Linked DNA regions of Mus musculus: regions 1, 2, 3 and 5 are each linked to region 4. A link is a contact called in public ChIA-PET, Hi-C and Micro-C data. All regions are on one chromosome and are shown on one strand. Each heading gives the region's core, a stretch centred on a gene start, on an enhancer-like site or on the middle of the called end of the contact. The rest is flanking DNA. Distances are from core to core; before and after follow the strand shown.

Region 1 (2,700 bases), core at 35-2,534, 430 kb after region 4:
AAAACCGAAAAAAAAAAAATTCCTGTGAGGAGATTGGAAACCGGAGTCCAGTTACAAACACCTGTCTTGAAATTCAGTCAAGCCCTGTATTAACAGATATGAATTGTGTGTGTGTGCCTTGTGGCTATGTATTGCTGTGCATTTTATGTCTCATTCCTGCCAACTTTGTTTTATTCACACTCATTTCATGTTGAATATTGTTTCTTTCATTACTCCTATAACCTTACAGATGATGAGCCAGAAAGGTGTACATGTGTACCTATGTGAGTACTCACATATGCGCACGCGCAAACACACACGCGCGCGCGCACACACACATCATTGCTGCCTTAAAAAAATAGTCCTTCACTTTAAGTTGTTCTTGATATATTTCACTAAAGAATACAGAGTAGAGGTGCAAAAAAAGCTATAATTAGGTAAACAATGTGGATGGCAGTGTTTTAGGCAGTGAGCTGGGGTGAGGGACTATTCTGGAAGTTCCACAACCTATTTTAGCTTACATCATGCTTGCCAGAATCCATTCACATGTTCATAATCAGCTATGAGGGAGTCTGGGAAGCAAAAGATTCACCAGCTCTGTGCTCGGGGATCTTTTTGTAAAGAAAACGGGTCATGAGGACTTCAAACAGGCAACTCACAGCCATATGCAAAGCAAAGCAGTACGTCTGGGGCTGTTCTTGGGAATGGAGTTCTAAAGCAAAATAAAAATTATAAGATGGAAAAATAATGATAAATCCTGTCTCCCGCAATCTGAGCTGAATTATGGATGTTTTGACTCCTAGGCTGCCTGCTGTGTGCTTCATCAGCAAGCAGAACGCACCGCGAAGGCAGAGCCCAAGGTCAGTCCCTTGTTTACTGAATATAAGAGATTCCCTGTGGCATGTCACACAGATGGAAACAGGGCATCCGTGTCACACAGATGGAAACAGGGCATCTGGAGACACCCTACTCATAAGCAAGGACAGTCATCTCGGTTCTTGGAAGGGCACTGGGAACCCCACACCAAGGGCAGGCACCACCCACTCTGGTACTTCTGCCTTCTAATCTCACTCAAGAGATCCCTCTGTGTGTCGGGATGCTGAGGTGAATTGAACTTCCTAGGTCTGAGAACTAGGGCAACTGGGTGCTCACTGAACATGGAAAAATTGTAAAAACATAATCAGTTATTTGTTTCTGTGTGTTCTGTTTCTGTGTATCCCACTAACTCCAAGTGGGAAAGAGTCCTGGATATATTGCATTCGTATTGCATCTGTATAGGCTGTCCCCCATCCTTCAACCCTAAGCAATGTGATCTTTATAAAGCATTTATGTTATATAAGGTATGAGGATGTAACTAAGTATCCAGGAAGATATGCAGATGCACAGATTAAACACAAACCCGTTGCTACTTTCTATTAAAGGACCGTGTATATCTTCAGAGCTTGGTATTGGAGGGCTGCTGGCCCTCTCCTCCTGCAGATGCCAAAAGACACCTATGCCTTGTTTTATGCTGCAGATACCTTGACACACAAGCTAGTGCAAGAAAGGTGTGGCACTTTACCCACTCCTCCTCTTTTCTCCTTGCTCTTAACTATTTTTGACCAAAAAGTGTTCGTTGCCTGAGTAGAATTAGGTCAGACTGAAGCTGAATATCAAGCTGACAGAGGGGGAGCTAAGCTAGTGCCAGCATCGACTAAATGAGGAGTTAAAAAGAAAGTCTCACTCTGAATCCAAATATGGGAATTTAGAAGGGAAAGGGCTAATATTAGACTGCACAAGAATTAGTACAAAAAGGTACGTTCATTGCCAGGAACTGGGAGTTTTGATCCATCTCCGTATTTTACTGTGCAAGAGCCATACTGTGTGGGTGTTTAGAGGGTCAAACATTAACTATTAAGATAAAAGGTATTATTATTTTAGTTTGGAAGGTCTTGAAAAGTGGCCCTCATCATTTCTCTTCAAAGACACAGCCTGACACACGTTACTATTGCAGGACCATTTCTTAAGAGTCTTTATAGAGTCCGCTGCTCTGCCATCAAGGGAACAGCTCCCAACAGCCTCGCTTTCGTATAGAAATAACAATCTCATTAATGATGCTAAGTTTATATTGTAAATACATTATCACCCCTCTCACACCAACTGCTATGTTAAAAAATAATTACTAATTGGTTTCAGCAAATGCATTATAAAAAGGTGGCTAATTTTAACTATTTTCCTCCTCTCCGTTTTAGAACAACAACAACGACAAAAAAAAAAAAAAAAAAATTGGAATGATTCAGAGAAAGCAATCTGTTACCTGGAAGAATTTAAGGGTTTTAAAAAAATGATCTTTGATCAAAGTTTTTTAGAGTCTTATGCAAATGATGTCTCAGGTAAGAATTGGACTGAGCTGAAGCCCACAGCCTGCATCTTCCTCCCCAGATGTAGTGATAAAAAATAAACATATTTTACTTTCCTAAGTTCCGTTCCTACAGTCCTTCTCAGAGACCTTCTAAAATGCTGCCTGACCCTCCATCACACTCTCAAGTATTCTTCTAGATTTTTCCCTCCTTTCCCCCTCAATACCTGTTCTCAGTGAAGTGCCTGGCCTCTTTCTGCCTGCCTGCCTGCCTGCCTGTTGCTGTGTTGATAATAGACTAAGTCTCTAAAAATGTAAGCCGGCCCCCAATATAACGCTTCCTTTCATAAGAGTTGCCTTGGTTATGGTGTGTCTTCACAGCA
Region 2 (2,700 bases), core at 126-2,625, 260 kb after region 4:
AGATGTAACTAATAGATTCTGTGTTCCAGCCAGCATTGGAGGGGCCTCCTCCCAAAGAGGAGTCTAGTTCATACAGATTGGTAAAGGGCCCAGATATTGGAGCTTTTTTTTCAGAGCCTCCAAGTTATTCTGGTGGACAGCCAAGGACATGTCCCCAGGTAGCTGGCCAAGTCCTTAAGGAAAGCTTCTTCTGTCTCCTAAGACCTCCTCATGTAAGCACCCACATGGCATAGACACGTGCGCCTAGTGACTACCCACGCTGTTTGCATGGTGGCTTTGCTCTTGTCATGGAACTCAAGTGGGATTCTGTGGCCTGAGATAGCAGCTCTAAGGCCACACCTCAACAGAGCATCTACAAAACTCTGGATTTCACAGGTGGAAAAATGTAAATATGGAAAAGACGAGCTTTTTAAAACCAAGGAAAGGAAGAAAAAAAAAAAGCTGTGTCTACAGAATGGCTTTTCCAGGAGCCTGACCCGTCTGTGGTACTTTGTGTGCTCAGAGGTAACCTGGAGTTAGGAAACGTTCTAAAGGCCAGCAGGATCCGCCTCAGTTTGGCTGAGAAAGTGCAATCACTGGCTGCCTGAGATATTACGCAGGGATTTGAATGCTGGGTACAAGTGCAACATGGAAATTATTTCAACAGTCAGTCTGAGTGTCAAGTGTCCTGCTGGGCCTCCGGGATCGGATACTCCTGTGGGCGAATGGAGCAGCGAACAGCGGCTGGAGCTCCATGAAGCCCCATTGCAGGGAGATAACTCGGTGGCCAGTCAAATTTGCCCCAGGGTTTTGGAGCTGGCCTTTCTGCTACATGCAAAGCCAGGACGCGTTTCTTGTCAGATGATTCAGCTGTAAGAACGTGCGTGTGTGGTCAAGCTGTCCGGATGGAGTCAAGCCTGCTTGTGTTCCCTTTTGATCCCTACCTTCTCTTACTTCTGCTCCTGAACTGCTGAACCCGGGGAAGAGCTGTTTGCCGTTCCGTGGCAGAATGACATCAGCAGGGAGGCAGTTCCTGGGCCAAGGGAGCCAAGTCCTCAGACACCATCTCGGAAGTAGGACAAGTACATTTTGTTTCTCCAATTCAACCCAGAGAACTGCCTGGTCCCCGAGGCCCGTGCCAAATGTGTTTGCGCAACCTCGGCAGCGGTGCCCAAAATGCGGCGCAAGACTCGGCCAGAGGTTTCGTTTCGTTGTGGAATGAATACTCACAGATGGTAGGGCTAGCGTTGTTGGTGGCCCTGGCTATGTGAATTGCAGGCTCAAACCTCCGCAAAGGTTAGGGTCCTAGAAGGCATGGTACTCGATCTCTGGCTAGGCCTATCATAACCCATTGCCTCAGTACTTAGCCTAGCCAAGGCACACAGAGCATTGAGGTAAAGCTGGCCAGGGCACTGTGCCATCGTATTTTGGCTAGGAGCATGTTCCTGGGCGCGGGTGGGGAGTTGGGAAGGAGAAAAGCTACCAATTTGGCTGTTGCTCCCGAACATTTGCTCTGCATTCTTGAATGCTCTTGGTTAAAGTCCTTATACCCCAGGCAATGGGGCAAGAATGCACACACACTACACATGTGAATGCATGCATACACAGAGAGACCCAAAACATCTTAGTAGATAAAAACCAGCTGTTTTGTGTGTGCCTATATATGCGTATTTTTCTTAGGAGAAATCAAGGACTATGAAAATGTGTTCACATGTAAATGACCAGTATTTGAAGGCTAATGTTGGTATCTTTCAAAGTCTAACGTAATAATAAACTTGTATGTTTTGTAGGGCTTTATAGGTCACAGTACATTCCACATGTCTCATTCATCTGATGGGCCTAACCACGATGTAGCGCATGTGTTAGCTTCTTCTCCAGTTCTACATTTAAGGGAAGCAGGGAAGTACTTTGCTCAAGACTGCATATCAATCAAGTCTCAGGATCAGACTAAGAACAGAGGCCAACCCCATCCAATCTCCTTACCCTGCCGGCCCCTAATCTTTATAGTAAAATGACCAAAGGGAAACAGTCCTGAAATCTACTCATCTATTTGTAGGACTGGATGACATGGCTCAGTCCCTCCCAGAGCAGTCACGAGACCAACAGCAACACCTGCTTCATTTGGGACTAAAACAAAACAAACAAACAAACAAACAAACAAATCCAACGAGTTCCAAGTCCACCCCTGACCATTCGAGTCATCATCTGCACTTTGATAGCATCATGCATATGATGAGCCAAGTTTGGGACAATAGGAAGGATTGAGCTAGGGTTATACTCTCCTTCCTGGCACACTTGGGAGCTCCTGATGTTTAAATCACATAATCGAAGGAACAAAAGAAGAGGAAGAAGGAGGAGGGGAAGAAAAAGAAAAGGAGGTGGAGGAGCAGGAGGAGGAGGAGCTGCTGCAGCTCATGGTAGGATCTTATACTCGCCGTTCTAAGAGCTAGATATAGGAGATCATGCCTCTAAAACTCTCCAGGTAGCAGCTCTGCAGTCAGGGCTGAAAATGGTTAGAGTAGACCAGGTGCTTTCCACCTTTGCTGAATCTGTGAGCCGGATCCACGGGAAACAGCCTAACCATGCATCACCCACCCCATTCCTGGTGGGTTTGTCAGGATTCATAGAACATTTTGCTGTATTGAATCTAAACTTCCCTATCGCTTGGAGATCTTATCCGATAAGCACCCGCGGGTGGCCATTCCCTGTGGGTAACTATTC
Region 3 (2,870 bases), core at 45-2,544, 500 kb after region 4:
GACTGGTCCTGACAGGAACGTAGACCCAGCTATGTACAGATGAACTGATTGATGATGGGGGTGGGGCTAAGAAAGAACAGCTTCTAATATCAGATTTGAATAAGATCCTGGTCTGAACAGCTTTAAGGCATCTGTGTGCACATGATCAACGGGGTCCGTGGTCACAAAACTCTTGCAGAAACGGAGGTAGAATCATTTTGAGCCTGTGGAAGCAGTCTACATCCCTGCAGGCTAGCCTAGCTCCTGAGACATTCTGTCATGGCATCCATCCTCCCTCCAGCATCCAGGACTTCTGCGCGCTAATTGGGTTTAAGGAAAACCTGTAATCCCAGTGTTCTGGCAGCTGGGACAGAAAGACTGAAAGCTTAAGGGCAGCCTGGGCTACAGAGTGAGTGATACATTGTCTCAAAAATAAAATCATAAAATAGCTCAAAATAAAATCAATAGAAGTATTTCTGTTTAAAGTACTGAATATTTAAATACTGACTATAAGAATGGACAGCACTCTTGTCTGAAGCTGTAGTCATCAGATGGCTCCCGGAAAAGCATCAACGACCCCCGAGACTTCTGTGTATACCCTGTGGGCAACTCATTTTTATCAGAATCTTTCTTCTCCTTCCTGTGTTGCCAGAACCTTTTGGACATGGGTTCTGGACCAGGAAAGACTATAGTCAGTAGAAATGCACTTGTTGCACCCTGAAGCTTCTCTGGGTCCATCCAACTCTTGGACCTGGGGACTTCCCAAGACTTTGCCCTAGGCTGCTGGAGAGTCTCATCTGTCTTCTCTGCTTGGCTGTACACTCACTGATGGCTAATGGGAGCAGGCTGTAGCGTGGGAAAGGCGAAGAGGGTTGCTACAGTGTTGCGGAGACTCAACGCTAGGCAGACTCTAGCTACCTTTGACAGCGACAGGCTGTTGAAGAGCAAGCGCTGCCTGCAGAGAGCTGGACTGTGGTTTGCTACTGTGGACACTGACTTCATTTGTTCTTATTTCTTGTTCTCAAGACAGCCTATGAATGCAGACTTGCCTGGAATTTTGAAGTGCATAGATTATTAAGGTAGGGAAGAGAAAATGTGGGTGTTAGAGGGGGACCACACCCAGGCAGCTGCCTAGGATACAGGCTCTGTAGTGTATTCTAGAAGTCCCTGGCAGAGCTCGGCCTCCAACAGAATTCTCCTCTGCCCTGAGACCGCCCATCTTCTCCTTCCAGGTTGTCTCAGCAGAACTCACCGTCTTGGCTGGCCTCTTCAGCCCTGGTTCATCTTCTCATCTGTCAGGGACCCACCTGTGGCTTTAATGTGGGCCTGCCTGAGCCCCACCCTCCTACACCCTGTGGTTATCGGTCCTCCACCCTGATCTTATCATCTGCAGGAAATCAAAACACCATGTGTGTGAGCATAAAATTCTGTCATTTATTTGTGTTGCAGACTTCAGGAAGAGGAGAGAAAGAGAAAAAAAAAAAATCACAGTTCACTTTTCATTAAAAAAAAGGGGAGGGGGGTCACAACGTTTAATTCTTAGTGACCTAAAGTCAGCTAAAGTCAGCTTCACTAACGACCAGGAAATGCCTGACCCTCGGGTCCTCACTGTTGTCATGAACTCCAAACGTTTTAAAAATGGAAATTAAAAAAAAAAAAAGTAATTACCTCTTAGCGTGTTAAAAAGTTAAGTTGAATTGCCCATTACCATGGAGATGGCTTCCTGTTTACCACACTGGTCGCCCAGCTGTTGAAGACCAGCCACCCAGCCAATGAAAAGACAGCTTTTAGCTTCCCTTATTCCATTAGTGCTTCAAATAGTGAGTCAATACAACCTGTAATTTACTAGTCGGTAAAATTTGATAAATTGTGTTTTCATATATATTAGTGGTTTTACGTTTAACAAAGTCCATCATATGGAATTACCACTATGGTTAAAAACATTATTTTATATTTTGAGAGGTAGGGGCTTCCCTGTGCTTAAAATGCCTACCCTGTGCCTTTTAAAATTCTGGTATAGCATTCTGGTACTTCAGACAGCCTCCTGCAATAAGGAATTGTCCTCTTTCCTCTTCACTGGTCAAGAAAGCTGCACTATTACCCAATACTGATACATAATATCCTTTATAACAAAATCAAGACTCTGGCTACCAATCCCCAAAGACCCTAGGATTCTAAAGTACACTATTTTGTGTCTGATAATAAATAAAAATTATTTGAAAATTGAGAAGTTTTTATTTTTCTTCCCGGCCTGCATGTAAAAATATTATCAAGCTACCTAATGAGTCCAAGGAGATGGGACCACAGATTTCAGTAACTAAATCATTTGAAGAAGAGAGGTATGGGGACTTGGGTGGAAGTGCCATGCACCTGGGAATGTGGCGATATTCGATACAAAGTATGGCGATAAAGAAGAGAGTAAAGTGTGTAAGCAGGAGGAAGCCAGCTCCCAGCAGTTTGTTGGAAAGCTTCAAAAGAGCCCTCCTGTGAAACAGTCGGCAGCTAACCACAGCTCTGGGAGGCTTCTCCTCACCTTGGAAGAAGCTCAAAGCTTCCCTAATGAGCCCTCAGGTCTCCACAGTTTCCTGCCCAGACCTTTTGGGTCTGGTCTTTTTGTCCCTTTCCTGCTACCTCCCTGTCCTTCTCAGAGGCCTTTGTGCAGCACCAATGGCTTTGGAATATAACTATCTATGCCACTGAAAATGGTGGCATCTTGAGGCAGAATGTGCTGTGCACTTAAACTTTATCTTAAGCAATTTAGGTATCTGCGGTAATGTTCGAATGGGATAAGCATATCTTAGTGGAACCCTGGCAGTACCAAACTCTGTACAAGAAGATTTCTTAAGGGAGGTTTTGAGACAATGTTTCTTTGTATAGCCCTGAATTCACTC
Region 4 (2,700 bases), core at 111-2,610:
AACTGTCCTTGACATAGAAGCTGAGGAAGTTGACGGCTCCTAGAAAGCTCTGTGGGGGTCATCTGTTGGTTTGTCAAATGACTCTTACTATTCCCTTCCTTTCACAGAACCTCTGGAGGGTAGCCTGGGTCCTCCTTCCTTCCTATTTCCTTTTCTGCTGTCTGTACCATGAGCTGTCCTAATGTGGAACATGAATGGTAGATGCCTAAGAGATGCCTAAAACCTCACATCTTCCCTGTAATGTTTTTGGGGTGTCAGTCAACAAAGTTTTATTGAGCTCATGTGTGTAGAACACCTGTTAGAGGCTTTGAGGTTAGAAACTTAAGTTTAATCTTGTGTTTAAGGAACTTGGAGTCTGGTCTATAGGGGCATAGAGCAGAGTGCTCAGGAGCAGAACAGGTTGAGCATCGGGGTACACCAGGTTTGTGTCTACCTTTCTGGCAGAACTGGCTTGTGTCAGGCTCCCTTAGCATGTGCTTGCAGTGTTCAGCCATCCAGAAGCATCAGGAATGTGTCTGCGGCTCCCCTGAGCCCAGAAAGCCAGCAGGGAGGGCAGTGTGGTTGGTACAGAGAGATGGTTGCCTTGGCCCTTCTCTAGTGGTATCGTACAGACACAGGCTTTGAATAAGTGTGTAGCACTGGTTGTCTGTTTCCTCACAGAATGCTTGCTGGGAGAGAATGCTGAGAGTATAAAATCCCAGAGCTCCATCAGTTGCAGGCAGCTCCCAGCAGAGTATTGTGGACATAGCACCTCAAGCCTGCTCCTCTTTAGTGTCCCACTGGCTGCATGAAAAACAGGAATTTATGTAACAAGCTCTGCACAGCAAACGTTTTCCTGTTGTGGGGGTGGGTGGGTAATTGTTGGCAAAGTTAGTATACAGCTCTGTTACACAGAGTGACCTGAAATGTCCTCAGAAAAATATGTAGTGCGATATTTTGATAAGTTAAGGATTGCTATGTCCAAAAAAAAAAAAAACCAAAAACAAAAACCCAACCAACAATAAGCAGAAGTCGTCCAAGCATTTAGTGGATACTAACCCTGAAGTTAGTGAACTATTTTTAAACTTTTTAGGAGTCTTCGTTATTATGTCTTCTTTGGTCCTGCTGAAAACGCCCCCCACCCCAGCCCTGGCGTCTGGCAGAACTGCCTCAGGCTTATAGAGCTGTACCCCCCCCTGTTAGTCAGGCAGTCAGGAAGCTGATCTCTGGAAGGATCGCCTCCTATACTCTCTGTATTATTAACTAAATGTGACAGGACCGGAGCAAGCTCCCTCTCTTGTAGAGGCCTATCAGAGCTTATCTGTGTGGCTATTGTGTTTAAAGAACAAATTGTCATGGAAGATACGGTGCCCAGACTCCCAGCATGTAGGTGGCTTTGGAGAATGCAGTTACAGGGCTGGCTGCTTTCCAGGCCTTGCCCAGGCAGGCTGCTGCTTTTTAAGGAGGAATTGGGGATTTTGATCACTGGTTTTGGTGGACACAGTAGCCAGAGCTGTAGCTCTGGTGGGGGTAGGATGACAGGGAGGTGGGGACAAGGAATGTTTTTGAGAATACATGGAATTGAGATACAACGTGAAAGAAATGTATTCCTTAGCCTTTTGGGAGATGTTTGGAGTTCACGACCTCATAACACACCTAGAGCTGAGATAGATCGTAAGTGAAAGAACAGAATGAAGCCTCAGGAGAGACTACCACTGCCACATACCCACATACCTGCCTGGCATCCAACCAGAAAGCTCCTGTTGGGCCATGTCTGATCCGCCCTCACTCTGCACCCTGGCAGCAGGACTTAACACATAGCTGTTGTGTTGCAATCCTTGGGTGGAATGTAGTGCAGAATGCATTTTGAAATAAGGGTTTCTAAGCTCTCTTAGGTCTGTGTCTGACTTTTGTCTCTTTTTACTAAGTGAGATTACCATTACACTCACTTTGTTTTCCATCTCTTGTTGAGAAAAGGCACTAATGTGCTCAGGGTCACAGAGAAGTCTGGCCCTGTATATTGTTCTGATCTGGTAGAACGGTTGGCACTTTAAGCACCTTCAGTCGCCGTCAACAACATGAGGATGTGGGCACTGTGGCTGCCTCCTTGGGTGACCACAAATCTAGTTAGAGCCTTTTGTGGTCCAACAGGGGTCACAGAGTATTTGGGCAACTAAGCCTTGTACTAGGTTGGCAGAGAAGGCCAAAAATTTGAGAAGCCAGGTGCATAGCTCTGCATAGCTCTGCTCTGAGGATTGTGAGACATCCAGAATTCTGTCCCTGGACTGGGCATTAGGCCCCTTCAGAGCTGCCAGGTGAATATGTAGCAACTGTGCTGGGGCAGGAAGCCTAAGTGTTCTTCACATTCCCAGATTTGTACCACAGGATCCCCCAAACGTCAGAAGTCATGCTGGGGGTTCCTTGCCTTCCTCTTGTATTCTCCTGTGGGTTTGCAGTTTGCACACATTTGCGGTGGCTTTGTTGTAGTATCCTATCAGCACATCCACTGAGTAGGAGCAGAAGGGCCTCACCTCACTTAGGGGAGCTTGCTTCAGCCCGGCCCCCCTCTAGTTACCACTCTGGACGGCATACTCTCTACAGTGTCCTAAAGTTAGTGCTTTGCTTAGAGCAGAGATGTTCTCACATTTGAATATTGCATTTTGTGGCAAGTTAACTTTCTCAAGAAAATAGCTTTTCTTTATATTCATTTTTATTTGCCTG
Region 5 (2,700 bases), core at 91-2,590, 410 kb after region 4:
GGGCTGGTCCTAGAGAGGCTCCTTCAAGCTTTTTGAGCAAACTGCACTGTTAGCACTAAAGGTAGGTGTGAGTGTGCAAGCGTGTATGTGAGCGTGTGTGTGTGTGTGTGTGTGTGTGTGTGTGTGTGTGCTGCACCCTACCCCACAACATATTGCTCTGATTATAAAGAGCTACTGTATTTTTTGCTTTGGGAACCAAACTAACTACCTACTATCTTAGGATATGAACTTTTATTTCCATGGGATATTTACTCCAAATGATCATTTGTTTAACCCACTGAACTACACAGATCACAAGAAGGTAGTATTCATGGTTAACATCTTGCTGGGAACAATACTAAGAAAATATGTTTTCTAAGAGTGAGTGTATAAAACAGGTAGAAAAATAGAAGCAAATTACCTTAAGTAAAAATGGTGAGAGGGGGGTGGAGGCAGCATCTAGGTTTAGGTGAGAGACATAATTCTAACTGCACAAGGCAGACCAATGTTGAATTCCGTGATCACTATTTTATAAGCAAATGGCAATAAAAAGGAGAAAGGGAGGAGGAGGAAGGAGGAGCACGGTACAGTGGCATGAGGCACCATTCTGCATTGTTAAGGTTCTAAACCCCAAATTTCCAAAAGGAGGAATTTCAGTGTCACTTGCTCCCCAGCCCATGGCGATAAACCTCCAGAGTGCATGTCACAGCCCCAAGTGACCCTGGTTGTGTCAGCAGCTCCACTGGGTGTATGACCTTTGGCACAAATAAAATGTATTTACTCATGCCTGAATTCCAGTGACAAGTCCCCTTAGATAAAGCTCCACTAGGGGCCACCTGCCCTCAATGACCTGCAAGGCTTTCAGGACCAGCTTTCGTGCTCTGCGCACCTCCTACCGAGGGCTGCCTCACTGGAAAGACTTGACTTCCAGCACACAGGGAGGGAGGTGGGACTCTGACTTCTACAGTCCATTTGGCTTTGCTTCCCTTTGAAGCCATTATTGAGAAGCTTTCCGAGCACGGATCTGCAAACACAGACACCAAGGAATCCTGGGCCCAGAGTTCAAACAAAAGTGTAAGGACAAGTGAGGTGAACGGTATTGAGATCCCACGTAGACCTCTCCTATTCAAAGCAGTCCTTCCTTGTCCTCACCCTTTGGAGAACGTTTGAAATGATGGAAGTTGTATTTGAGCCTCCACTCTGAATGCTTCTGCAGGGTAGAGGTTCCTCCGCGGAGCTTGTGAGGGTTAACTGAAGCAACAACCTCTTTTATGTCTTTACAAGTAGTCTGTTCTCCATTTTACACATGAAGAAGCAGAACAACAAGAGTTTAAGTCACGTGGGAAGTAATACAGCTGTGAAGTGTCCATCCGAGACATCGGGTCAGAGCAGGTCAGGAAATACCCACTAAATCAGATTAGCTGCACACTGCTGTGGGCTTGTCTCTCTCAGAAATCTGTGAGGAAACAGTCCTGGTACTCCCTAGCATTATCATGTTCTCTGTCAGGTTCATGGGGTGTCTGTAGTTTGTTCCTGTAAAGCAGGGTAGGCCACTGTTTATCTGCCCCGGGATCTTTACAATCCAAAACTGATAGCACAGTTTATACCAGGGTGATGGAGAATACGTCCAGGAGAACAGGCTTTATAAACACCCAGTCAATACCGAGCAAAGGACAGGTGCTGTTTGCAAGACCCTGAAGACTGCACTCTTTAGGCAGAGGGTCAGAACACTAGGCATGCCATGTTCCAGTGAGGGTCCAGTGTCCTGACGGCAGGGCTGGAGCTAAGTCACCAAGCCAAGGATTACACCCAAATTGGTTATTTTGGGGCAAATGGGGCAGATTCTAGACACTCGCTACATACAGTATCAGCTGATGTTGCTTTGTACAAAAATGTAGTTAGATGTATCCTTTGGATTGCATTTTTCCTTTACAAGGAAATGATGTCAGATTCTGCTAAAATAAAGCAATGGCTGCTCTGCCTTTATTGTGCACATTCCAACGCAGACCTATTTATCCATCTTTACACTCTTTAGCCTTTGTGCTTGATCCCTGGAACCACGAGGAACAGGAGGCTGAGAGTATTGGTAGTAGTATTGTTGTATCTAACAAGACAACAGGCATAATAAGTCTGTAGTGAACAATGAACTACGGTTAACAGAGATTTGAGCGTTCACCATGGGACAGTCAGTGAGCTGTGTGTACTTCTTCAGTAGACTCCAACATGCCTGTGATGTATGTGTGAGTATCACCCACAAGCCAAGTGAACTCTGCCAGGCTACTGAAGCACTTTAGGTCCAGCTTCGTCCTCTGTTTTAGGAGCTGGGAGGTAGCTGTAATAACTGGGTTAAGGCATACAGTAATTGCAAAGACTGCCTGGGTTAATACCTGGGTGGCATTTGGAACAGTGCCGGCATTCATAAATGCCCAATAAACACTGGCTAGTTTGTGTATTTATCTTAAGATAACCTCTCAAGTCATTTGAGGGATCAAGATTGGAACTCAAACTGCCTGACTTCAGATCCTGTGTCTCTGTGCACAATTTGAAAGCGTAATCAAATAAGTGAGGAAATAGCCGGGAGTCACGTGGCTATATAGTGGCAGGTTTCAGGTCCCTGTCACTCAAGCCTACAATTTCACTGTCCAGTCTGAACTTCCTGTGTGCATTAGCTGTCCAGTACTCCGACAAAATCCCCTGATTAATGAACTCAGAGTGAAGGAG

The links. Hi-C and Micro-C count contacts between places; a contact is called where the count stands out from the background. ChIA-PET counts read pairs in DNA pulled down with a chosen protein or histone mark.
Region 1: a Micro-C map of granulosa cells shows a contact between it and region 4, with 1.8 times the contacts expected there. The contact joins two enhancer-like sites. A contact is called at or near these places in 1 of 15 datasets of contacts at CTCF or cohesin (large pre-B cells), 4 of 484 Hi-C or Micro-C datasets (CD4 T cells, bone marrow-derived macrophages, granulosa cells and 1 more) and 3 of 115 datasets of contacts at active chromatin or transcription factors (T-cell acute lymphoblastic leukemia, fibro-adipogenic progenitors and memory CD8 T cells).
Region 2: a Hi-C map of liver shows a contact between it and region 4, with 1.9 times the contacts expected there. The contact joins two enhancer-like sites. A contact is called at or near these places in 2 of 39 promoter capture datasets (the C10 cell line and liver), 3 of 484 Hi-C or Micro-C datasets (liver and myocytes) and 1 of 115 datasets of contacts at active chromatin or transcription factors (effector CD8 T cells).
Region 3: a contact with region 4 is called in an RNA polymerase II ChIA-PET map of effector CD8 T cells, with 10 read pairs. The contact joins two enhancer-like sites. A contact is called at or near these places in 2 of 15 datasets of contacts at CTCF or cohesin (large pre-B cells and pro-B cells), 4 of 484 Hi-C or Micro-C datasets (CD4 T cells, Th17 cells, large pre-B cells and 1 more) and 6 of 115 datasets of contacts at active chromatin or transcription factors (T-cell acute lymphoblastic leukemia, Th17 cells, double positive thymocytes and 3 more).
Region 5: a Hi-C map of liver shows a contact between it and region 4, with 1.7 times the contacts expected there. The contact joins two enhancer-like sites. A contact is called at or near these places in 4 of 484 Hi-C or Micro-C datasets (CD4 T cells, CD8 T cells, bone marrow-derived macrophages and 1 more) and 4 of 115 datasets of contacts at active chromatin or transcription factors (fibro-adipogenic progenitors, kidney, large pre-B cells and 1 more).

Annotation. Positions count from the first base shown.
Region 1 is chr3:52,774,432-52,777,131 of GRCm38.p6, forward strand. Gm2447 (predicted gene 2447) reads left to right here. Exons shown (of 4, transcript NR_038079.1): 4 at 783-2,223. Among named protein-coding and RNA genes, the nearest start is that of Gm30292, 22 kb to the right of the region's middle. Within about 2 kb of position 1,285, at least 12 of the 459 cell types and tissues checked have an H3K27ac peak or open chromatin away from gene starts, as enhancers often do. A contact at or near this core is called in granulosa cells, where this site is marked.
Region 2 is chr3:52,600,121-52,602,820 of GRCm38.p6, forward strand. No RefSeq gene overlaps it. Among named protein-coding and RNA genes, the nearest start is that of Gm40047, 21 kb to the left of the region's middle. Within about 2 kb of position 1,376, at least 54 of the 459 cell types and tissues checked have an H3K27ac peak or open chromatin away from gene starts, as enhancers often do. A contact at or near this core is called in liver, where this site is marked.
Region 3 is chr3:52,839,072-52,841,941 of GRCm38.p6, forward strand. No RefSeq gene overlaps it. Among named protein-coding and RNA genes, the nearest start is that of Gm30292, 43 kb to the left of the region's middle. Within about 2 kb of position 1,295, at least 56 of the 459 cell types and tissues checked have an H3K27ac peak or open chromatin away from gene starts, as enhancers often do. A contact at or near this core is called in effector CD8 T cells, where this site is marked.
Region 4 is chr3:52,341,646-52,344,345 of GRCm38.p6, forward strand. All of the region lies in intron 1 of Foxo1 (forkhead box O1), which reads left to right. Among named protein-coding and RNA genes, the nearest start is that of Foxo1, 75 kb to the left of the region's middle. Within about 2 kb of position 1,361, at least 78 of the 459 cell types and tissues checked have an H3K27ac peak or open chromatin away from gene starts, as enhancers often do. A contact at or near this core is called in effector CD8 T cells, granulosa cells and liver, where this site is marked.
Region 5 is chr3:52,753,826-52,756,525 of GRCm38.p6, forward strand. All of the region lies in intron 1 of Gm2447 (predicted gene 2447), which reads left to right. Among named protein-coding and RNA genes, the nearest start is that of Gm2447, 15 kb to the left of the region's middle. Within about 2 kb of position 1,341, at least 37 of the 459 cell types and tissues checked have an H3K27ac peak or open chromatin away from gene starts, as enhancers often do. A contact at or near this core is called in liver, where this site is marked.